Linked DNA regions of Mus musculus: all the other regions are linked to region 3. Evidence: chromatin contacts called from public Hi-C and promoter capture Hi-C data. All regions are on one chromosome and are shown on one strand. The core of a region is the stretch at or near the end of the contact, and the rest is flanking DNA. Distances in the headings are between cores, read along the strand shown.

What was found. Hi-C and Micro-C count contacts between places; a contact is called where the count stands out from the background. Capture Hi-C pulls out chosen DNA fragments and counts their contacts.
Region 1: a promoter capture Hi-C map of adipose tissue shows a contact between it and region 3, with 4 times the contacts expected there. The contact joins two enhancer-like sites. A contact is called at or near these places in 3 of 484 Hi-C or Micro-C datasets (the HPC-7 cell line, cerebral cortex and olfactory sensory neurons), 2 of 115 datasets of contacts at active chromatin or transcription factors (heart atrium and kidney) and 1 of 9 other capture datasets (adipose tissue).
Region 2: a Hi-C map of cerebral cortex shows a contact between it and region 3, with 4 times the contacts expected there. The contact joins two enhancer-like sites. A contact is called at or near these places in 19 of 484 Hi-C or Micro-C datasets (the HL-1 cell line, brain, brown adipocytes and 10 more) and 7 of 115 datasets of contacts at active chromatin or transcription factors (SST interneurons, cardiomyocytes, embryonic stem cells and 4 more).

What each region holds. Positions count from the first base shown.
Region 1 is chr5:89,087,357-89,090,229 of GRCm38.p6, reverse strand. The region is part of intron 8 of Slc4a4 (solute carrier family 4 (anion exchanger), member 4); the gene reads right to left. Among named protein-coding and RNA genes, the nearest start is that of Gm35855, 140 kb to the left of the region's middle. Within about 2 kb of position 1,574, at least 17 of the 459 cell types and tissues checked have an H3K27ac peak or open chromatin away from gene starts, as enhancers often do. A contact at or near this core is called in adipose tissue and cerebral cortex, where this site is marked.
Region 2 is chr5:89,134,480-89,137,413 of GRCm38.p6, reverse strand. It overlaps Slc4a4 (solute carrier family 4 (anion exchanger), member 4), which reads right to left. Exons shown (of 27, transcript NM_001359211.1): 13 at 1,594-1,768. Among named protein-coding and RNA genes, the nearest start is that of Gm35855, 90 kb to the left of the region's middle. Within about 2 kb of position 1,488, at least 21 of the 459 cell types and tissues checked have an H3K27ac peak or open chromatin away from gene starts, as enhancers often do. A contact at or near this core is called in cerebral cortex and cortical neurons, where this site is marked.
Region 3 is chr5:88,928,438-88,931,137 of GRCm38.p6, reverse strand. All of the region lies in intron 1 of Slc4a4 (solute carrier family 4 (anion exchanger), member 4), which reads right to left. Among named protein-coding and RNA genes, the nearest start is that of Slc4a4, 43 kb to the right of the region's middle. Within about 2 kb of position 1,302, at least 131 of the 459 cell types and tissues checked have an H3K27ac peak or open chromatin away from gene starts, as enhancers often do. A contact at or near this core is called in adipose tissue, cerebral cortex and cortical neurons, where this site is marked.

The sequences.
Region 1 (2,873 bases), core at 325-2,824, 160 kb before region 3:
ACCTCTGTGAATATGAAAGAACCTGTATCCTGGCCCTAGGATGGAGATTCTGCTCTGAAGCCATGAAAACTTTCCCCGCAGCTAAGCTAGTTCCAGTCAATTCTGCATTGTGTGTGTAGAATAATAAGACTGTTGGTCAGTGAGCCATAGACTCTGCCCTTCTAGATTCCATCTGATAGTCACCAAGACAGCAATTTCAAATTCAGACATGATTTAATAGCTTATCCACTTGCTTTCTGACAAGATACTTATTTCTATAAAAGACCAACACCACTTCAAAAATAAAAATCAAGGCTTCCGAGTATATTTAAAGATAATAGACAGTAGATAATGCTTAAAATAATCCTGCTATACTTTCAGAACACGAATCCTAGATCAAATTCCTCCAGGAGATCTATGTAATACTTTGTCTGATAATGCTGTTAAACAATGAGGTAACCAGATAAGACGTTACAAGGTCACATGACCCTTCCATGTATTCCTTGGACCCTGCAAAGTGCTTCAATCTCTACCCCTAACATTGAACCTGCAAGTGTCAGCTACTACTGCACCATTCTCGGCGTGGGGAGTCAAGCCCTATAAAGCTATATAAGCATCTCTGAGACTTAAAGCTAACAAGATAATGATGAAGATCGCATATTAGCGCTGCAGATGTATCTCAGTGCTTGCAGACTTGTACCTTAGGTACCAAACCCTAGATATGATCCCTGGTGCTAGGAAGGAGAACGGCAAACTACTGTCTGTCTTCCCACATCATCATGGAAATCAATAGCCAAGCCTTGCTTCTGCATCGCGTCTGTCCTGCAGCTCCATCTCTCAAAGATCAGAGAAGGAACAAAGGAATACAGAAGGCCAAGCAAAGACAACTTGGAAAATTAGCTGGCTCCTACAAAAGAACATTCCAGAGCAACAACTAAAAAGAAAGAAGGAAGGAAGGAAGGAAGGAAGGAAGGAAGGAAGGAAGGAAAGAAAGAAAGAAAGAAAGAAAGAAAGAAGGAAAGAAAGAAAGAAAGAAAGAAAGAAAGAAAGAAAGAAAGAAAGAAAGAAAGGAAGGAAGGAAGGAAGAAAGGAAGAAAGGAGGGGGAGGGAGGGAGGGAGGGAGGGAAGAAAAAAGAAAAAGAAAGAAAGAAAGAAAGAAAGGAAGGAAGGAAGGAAGGAAGGAAGGAAGGAAGGAAGGAAGGAAGAAAAGAGAACCAGATTATATATTGAGATGCACAAGTCTATGTGTTCCAGATGTATTTGTTAAGGTACTCCTCGCAGGTGTTTTTCTGCTTAATAAACATCACATTCAAGCAGGGATGCGGCTGGGGCACTGGATCGCTCCATTGGGGCTATGCTTTTCTGCTGCTCTTAACTGTTTGGAGCTATTTTTCTATCGGGCAGCCACTACTGAAATTCTGAGTGCATGGGGCTTGGCAGAGCGAGGAAGAAAAAGTGCAGCCCACAGATTTGTTTCTTCTGCTTTCCCCAAACAGAATCTCATTTAAAATATGCCCTCAGATTGTGTCATCCCGTGGCTGTCAGGAAGAACCAATCTGTTCCTCTTCGGTACACCGAACATAAAGCCCGTCTTTTTGTGTAGTAGGAAGTTCTATAGCTGCCGGGAGCCATGAGGCAAGGTCACAACTGTTCAGAGTGTATCCAGTCAGAACCATCATTCAATCTGAAACTTCCGCAGCAGTTGGATGGACGTTTGGGAGGCAGACTTGGAAAAGCACCCGGGACGAGTTTGACTTCACTGCCAAACTCACTCCCAGGACATTGGCTAATTAATTATAAAAGCTTTCTTCAAAACAAATTTGTGCCTGGCAACCTGTTTCCCCCACCCAGCCAGAGGAAAAATAGGTTAAAAAAGAAAGAAAGGGGAAAAAAAAAAACTAGGTTCATGGTATTAAAACAGGTTACAGAAATAAAACCTGGGGTTACCATAGCTTCATCTACTTGCAAGTCTGATTTTCTTTTGCCTTAAAAGGCTTCGAGCGCTTTTGCATGTGAGGCATAAACTTGCTCCTACCCCATCCTCCTCCTCCATGTCAGAGGGAAGACAAGACTGTGGGTCAGTTTAAGCTCCTCTCCCAGCCTCCGGAAGGAAGCAGGCAACAGAAGTGCTCTCAGGAGAAAGAGCTCACTGAGTAACTGGCTCAGTAGCAGCTATGTTTGGGCGGATAATTTCTCTCAAGATATACCCGCTGGCTTGCATTTGCTAACTTTGAAAACAGAATGAGTAAAACCTCTGAGCTCCGCCTTTGGTCATCACCTTAACATCAGCCTCAGCTACTATGAGAAGCTGCTGCGAGGGAAAGAAGGTTGATTTCGAGAACCTGATCCACACACATTTTATATAAAAATCAGCAACCGAAGCCGATGATGCACCAATGTATTCAGATCCTTGAGGCAAAATTTGATGTAACTCTCTTTGTACGCTAGCTCTGGAACTTCCTCTACATAGGCCCAGGTTTGAAGAGACCCAACAAAGTAAGAAATTTCTCCCAGCCAACAGTTGCCAGCTGCCTGTTCACAAACTTCTGCCTAGATGGTTGTCCCCAATAAAAGAAGATGTATTTAAAAATGTATCAAACATATATGCTTAACCCTAATTACTGTGACCTTATGTAAGTTCAAGTCCCCTGTCAGAGGGCACGAATAATTAGCACTGATCAGTAAAAGCTCAATGGAGCCACAGTGAGTGTCGAAGAAAATTCTAAGGGTTCAAGTTCCACCACAGGTGTATACCTACCAACACATTAACGATCAAATATTCTGATCTCTGACCATGTCCAGAAGAGACAGAAGAAGGCAGAAAAACTAACCAAGTCAGGGTTTGTAGAGAGAGGCCCAAGGAGTCAAGAGTGACTATCAAGGTCACATGGAGG
Region 2 (2,934 bases), core at 239-2,738, 210 kb before region 3:
TATTACTGTTACAGTTTAACCTTGCCTTATGAATGAGGACATCCACTGCAGGGGTGGCAACAAAACACATTTGGTCTCTGCAAACCATGCCCAGGGGTGTCATGGAGATTCATGGTCTTTGATCAGCAAAATGCTAATCAATGGTAATATTTAAGAGCTAAAAGCTCTCACGGAGAGTTTGAATTTTCAGTGCATCTGTGAAAGTCAGAAAACGAAGCAATGATAGGTCTACAACCACATGATATAAAAAAAAATAAATGGTGGTCACCTCTTTTCCTGAAGCCTCAGCTTTTAAGGGTGGCCATACTGTGAGGAAGCCCAAGCTAGTCTTGTGGAGATGCCACGAGGAGTGTCCCTAGAACTCAGCTGTTCCAGTCACTCAGGCCTAGGCACTATGTGAGTGGAAACCGTTAGACAACTTCAAGCTCAGGTGGCATCACACTGTAATGTGTAGGAGGAACCAAAGAAAAAAATCACTCAGCTGAGTCCAAAACTGCCACATGCATGAAGGGCAGCTTCATATAATGGACAGGCACACTCATATGACTGTGAAACTTATCCCTTAGTACCTGGTGCCACGAAAAATGTTACTCTATCTTATCTTTGCGTTTAGAAAGGAACTGAGAGCATAGATGGATAACTAGAGGCAAAGTAGGAATGTAACAGAGGTCATTTGGGGGAATTAGCTGCGTTCACAAACTAAGATGCTGGCTGGTAGGCTGTGTGAATACCTCATGGGTTGGACACTGATGGGACGTGAGTGGAAAGGGCAGAGTTCGAAAGGGCTTAAACTCACATTCAGCTCCACTCACTGTGTATTCAGTACCTACTGTTTCTAATGCCATGATCAACTTTAAGTCATTTCCACAGGTTGTTCTAATTGATCTGGGGTGGGGTGGGGTGGGAGTGGGGGGAGCATATGACATCTTTTCTATTATGAAAATCATGGCTATTATTGATGTGAAAGGATGGCAAACACCACCTCCCCAGTAACCAACCAACTGTGGTTGTGATTAACACTAGAACATTAACCCAGCCAGGTCCTTAACAGCTCAAGGGGAGCTGGTCCAGGAATAGAAGAAATAACTTCAGCTGGGATTCACTAAAGCTGAATTCTACCGACAGACATGCCAATCCAGCCTTGAGCAGACCACCCCATTGCTTGATGTGTGCATTTGCTCTTCTTGGAACAAGGACAAAGAGTCAGGTAAGCACACATCCCCAAAGAGTGTGATCACCAAGTGAAAACCAAATATGGCCCATGCACTCCAGATCCCGGAAGCTCTAAACCCTGTCCACCACACAGGATCCAAGCAGCTGAGACGCTTCTGCCCAAATAGAATTATAGAGCCGCATTTCCTCCCCTTCTTTTCCCCACTTGTGACTCAAGCCAGATTTCATCAAGCTATTTTTGTAATTACTAACATGCTGGAAATACAGCAGCGAGCCAGAAGCAAAGTAAAGTGCAGCATCCAGCAAAAGAAAGACAGTCACGCTGAGTAACTGAAGGGCCATCTGCTCCTCGCCGAGCAGCAGGGGTGAGGAGGACAGTCTGCGCTGGACTATTTGCGTCCTCTCTCAAATCAGACCCACCTGCATGTTGTCGGTGGCATCCCCGAGCAGGCCTCCAAAAGTGATGGCGTTGGTTACGGTTGCCAGATAAATGAAGAGAATCGCAGAGAGAGCCTGAATGTTTAAAGCATCATAAAAGTCACTGGCAAAAAATGGTGCTTTCCTCTTTATGTCCTTAATTAATCCACCGCAGAACCTGAGCAGGGAGAGAGCAAACATGTGAGCGAGGGTAAGATAAACCATCATCAACTGCATCAAGACATAATTCACTAAACCACGAAGATGTTGGACGTAAAGTGCTTGAGTCAATGACCAGATACTATTTAAGACCTTCTCGTTTAGATGAGACAGAAAAACAATGTGAAGAAATCTATCTTCTCCTTTCTCCTTTTTTATTTTTCAGTTACTAGAATAGGCCCAACATTTCCCAAAGATTGTCCAGTTGGTCTTTAGATGAGAGCACTGAGTAGAGAAATTATAATTTTTCCGTTCTCCAAAAACAAACATCCAAGTACATCACACATCATGTAAAGCCCCTTAAGACGTTGTCACAATGTCATTTCACCCTACGCTGTAAGGATGAGACCCGTGAGGCCCACATCCTCCCTCATTATTCCGTGTCCTGGGGAAACAACATTGAACAACACAGACTCTGAAGTTCTGACACCATGGGGCTTACTTCTGGGAAACAGGATAGACAGGATGGTACGTAAGTAAAAATCATGGAAAATTTAAATGGAGGTGGTAATTACATCATTCTAGAGAAGACGCATAAAAAAAATTACAGATAGATAGCAAGAGTGGGCCTCTGAGAATCAGAATTTGGAATAAGGACCCAAAGGCACAAAGTGAAGAAGGCATGAAGGGGTGTGGTAGACAAAGGTGCAGGCTGAACCCAAGCGCCAGCCTACTTTACTTCTAGGAGAACCTCTTGAGCCAGCCTTCTCCAAAGTGTCCCTTTCTATACCCTGACATCTCAGCCTCAGCCAAGCTGAGCATCCCACTTCAGGACCTGTGATACACACAGGGTTGTGCACCTACTAAATGAGTGTGGAAAGGAGAGAGATGGAAGAAGGAAAGGACAGTCTGATGCCATTCCACAGCTCATATCTGGCCCGTAAGAATGTGACAATGGTTTCCCTAGTGAAAATAATTTATAAAGAACTGTAGTCACGCACTGCATCATGACAGCAAGGTTAGTAATGGAACATGTGTGTGTTTGTGGCCTCACAGGACCTAAAATGATACTATCACAAAGAAGCATCATCAGATATGGCAATATTCCCTGGTACAATTCTCTCCCTATATATCATGGTGATGTGCTGGCATAAGTAAACCTCTTTGACTGGGAGCTTTGTAAAA
Region 3 (2,700 bases), core at 53-2,552:
ACCGACTGTAGACGCCATTTTGGACCCTCTTATCCATCAGGCAGGATCTTAAAGCATCCTGTTGTCTCTTGATATATTTTCTAAACCTAGATATCGAAGCTTGTTCCAAAAATTATATGCCACATGTAAAGCAAAAGGGAAGCAAGAAACCCAAGAGATTGGAAGGGAAGGTAAAAAGGTCAGCACCCAAGCCCTCCGGCCAAGTTGAGAAAACAACCCAACCCCACCGTCTGAGCACGGAGTGGGGGTCACGCTGGGTGCATTCCTTGGCTCTTTGGTGCATATTTCACATTCCCGTCAAGACTATACATAGCAAGTCATCAGAGCCTCGTTTTCTCTGACGGCTCATACAGAATGCCCACAAATAGGCCTCTTCTCTGCCAAAAAGGAGCGAGTGAAACAGGGCAAAAGCACACAGCCTGGCGGCGTTCCTCTTCCTCAAGAGCAAAGTCATCCTGATGCCTTTGGCCTTCTGCACGGGGCAGAGGCAGTCCCTCCTCTTTACATGACAAATATCAGTTATTCAGCCTTACATTTCTTAGCAGTTGCTGGCTATTATTAGTAAGACAGAGAGAGATACCATGTAAAGTGGCTGACCTAACCAGTTCCCCCCTCCCTCTATAAATCACTAGGAAGAAATTAACTCATCCAGTCCGTAATCAGGCCCCCAAATCTGTCCTTTAAAATGTCCTTCGCACGTGCCCTGCATTTGCTGAAATCAGAGAAGGAAGCATACTGTTGCTCACATAGCCAGCGTGAGGCAAAATGCAGAGTGGCTCTGGAAGCTCCTTACCAGCCTCAGGGGTGAGGGAGGGCAAGCTTCATATCACATGGCCTCTGATTGGAGAAGTTAAACCCCTTCTATACAAGTCCAGACCCATGGTGAGGGGAAAAGGTGGGGGGAGGGGGTTCTAAATCTCCATTTTTCTGGGATAGCAAAATGCTTTAACTGGAACCCATGTCAAATCATCTGCCAAATGGGCAGGTTCTCACCAGCCGGTCCTAATCACGGAGCAGGCCTGTGAGGGTGACTTAAGTCCGGCACGAGAAACATTTGTGCAAAACTGTCAGCCACTAGGCCCAGAGCACCCATCCACATTCCAGCCCTCTGAGATCCCACCCCCCCTGAGCCCTTGCCAACTGCCAACGTGCTCGCAGACTAGTACTCACAGCGCAAGCAGCTGCCACTCAGCCAGTCAGCAAGTGGCAGGCCGCCAGCGCACAAGCTTCAAGAGCACCAGCCTGCTAGTCCCAGGGCTGTTAAAGGTTGAAGGTCTACGGGTATGCTAGCCTTTAGATTCGCCTCACTTGCCCTCCTGTCTCCCTCTCCCATGCTTCCCTATCGCGCCTCCCACGGTAGCAGTTCACTCGTCTCTATGGTAACAGCATCTGGTTTCAGAGTTAGAACTTCATGCAGCACAGTTCTCTCTTAGCCTGGGGCTTTTGCCAAGAGGTGCACTAGCAAAAAGGCTGCTGCCTGAGTTGGAGCCACCTGTTTCCCTGTCACCCCGGGAATGACAGTTATGCTGCGTGTCCTCGGATTGTGGCATCTATTTTGTGGAACGAACACTTTAACCTCAGCATGCTCTCCACAGTATAGAGGGGCTGTGCTAGAGCTGGCAGCCAGCGGTATCCAGAGCCAGCCTATCTCCCCCACAGTCTCTGTTGTCAGGGACTTCTGCCTGCTTCCAGAGGTGGCACCAGGGAGCAGAATGACTCCGGCTGTCAGCATGTCCAAACTAGAGTTTGACATCACTGGTTCAATCAGTGCACGCAGCTTCAATTTTATTAGTTAACCTTGTATTTAAACATTATATTCTATCCTCGCCATTTGGTTTGTTGATGACATCCAATGAACCCATCACCTCTCCATTTATAGAAGCTTTTCTGTACCCAGCATATGCTAAACAATTCTGCACTCACATGCCCTGAGGCACAGATATGTATAAAACGTGGAAAAATACCGAGAGTGAAGACTTTTATATCAGCCATTGCTGTTGTGGTAATTATGAACAGTGTTGCTGGGGAATTTTGCTTACAGTCTAAAGGTATCACAAAGCTCAAACCTCAAAACTAGGCTCTCCCGGCTCTTTGGCTGACCTTAAGTCAGATAAAAGATAGAACATAGCACACCACAGATTTCTACTCCAGAACAGCACAAAAATGCCTAAACAATGTTCCCCTGTCCTCCTCACTTCTAAGAGGTAGAGAATCATTCTTTATTATAAGCTCGCTGCAAACACGATGTTTTCTTTTGTTTTTTGTTTTTTTGTTTTTTTTTTAACCAACAGCATTTTTATCGGTGCTTTTGTTACTTTGTAAAATGTGCTGTCCGTATTTGCGAGGTGTATATAAAGAGCAACATACAGCTGTCAGAGTCCTGGGTGACAGAGCCATCTCAGCTCTGTAAAGTGCACTGCCATCTTTTGGCAACATGTGTTCACTACAGCCGATGGATGGCAAGAGGAGAAGGAAGGAAAGTTTGTAACCATTCCCTTCCCAAGTTCACAGAGGTCCCTGGGGGGCCTTGTGTCCCCACAGGAAGTGAGGAAGAACAACGGTGGTCACTGGCTTAACCATGCACAGTGCTGAAGCTCTGGAGAGATATATTAAGAAAAGGAAGAGAGAGATCGGCACAGCAAAGCTGACAAACGTGGTTGATCACAGCTTTGTCTCCCACAGACCAACAGGTCACATGTA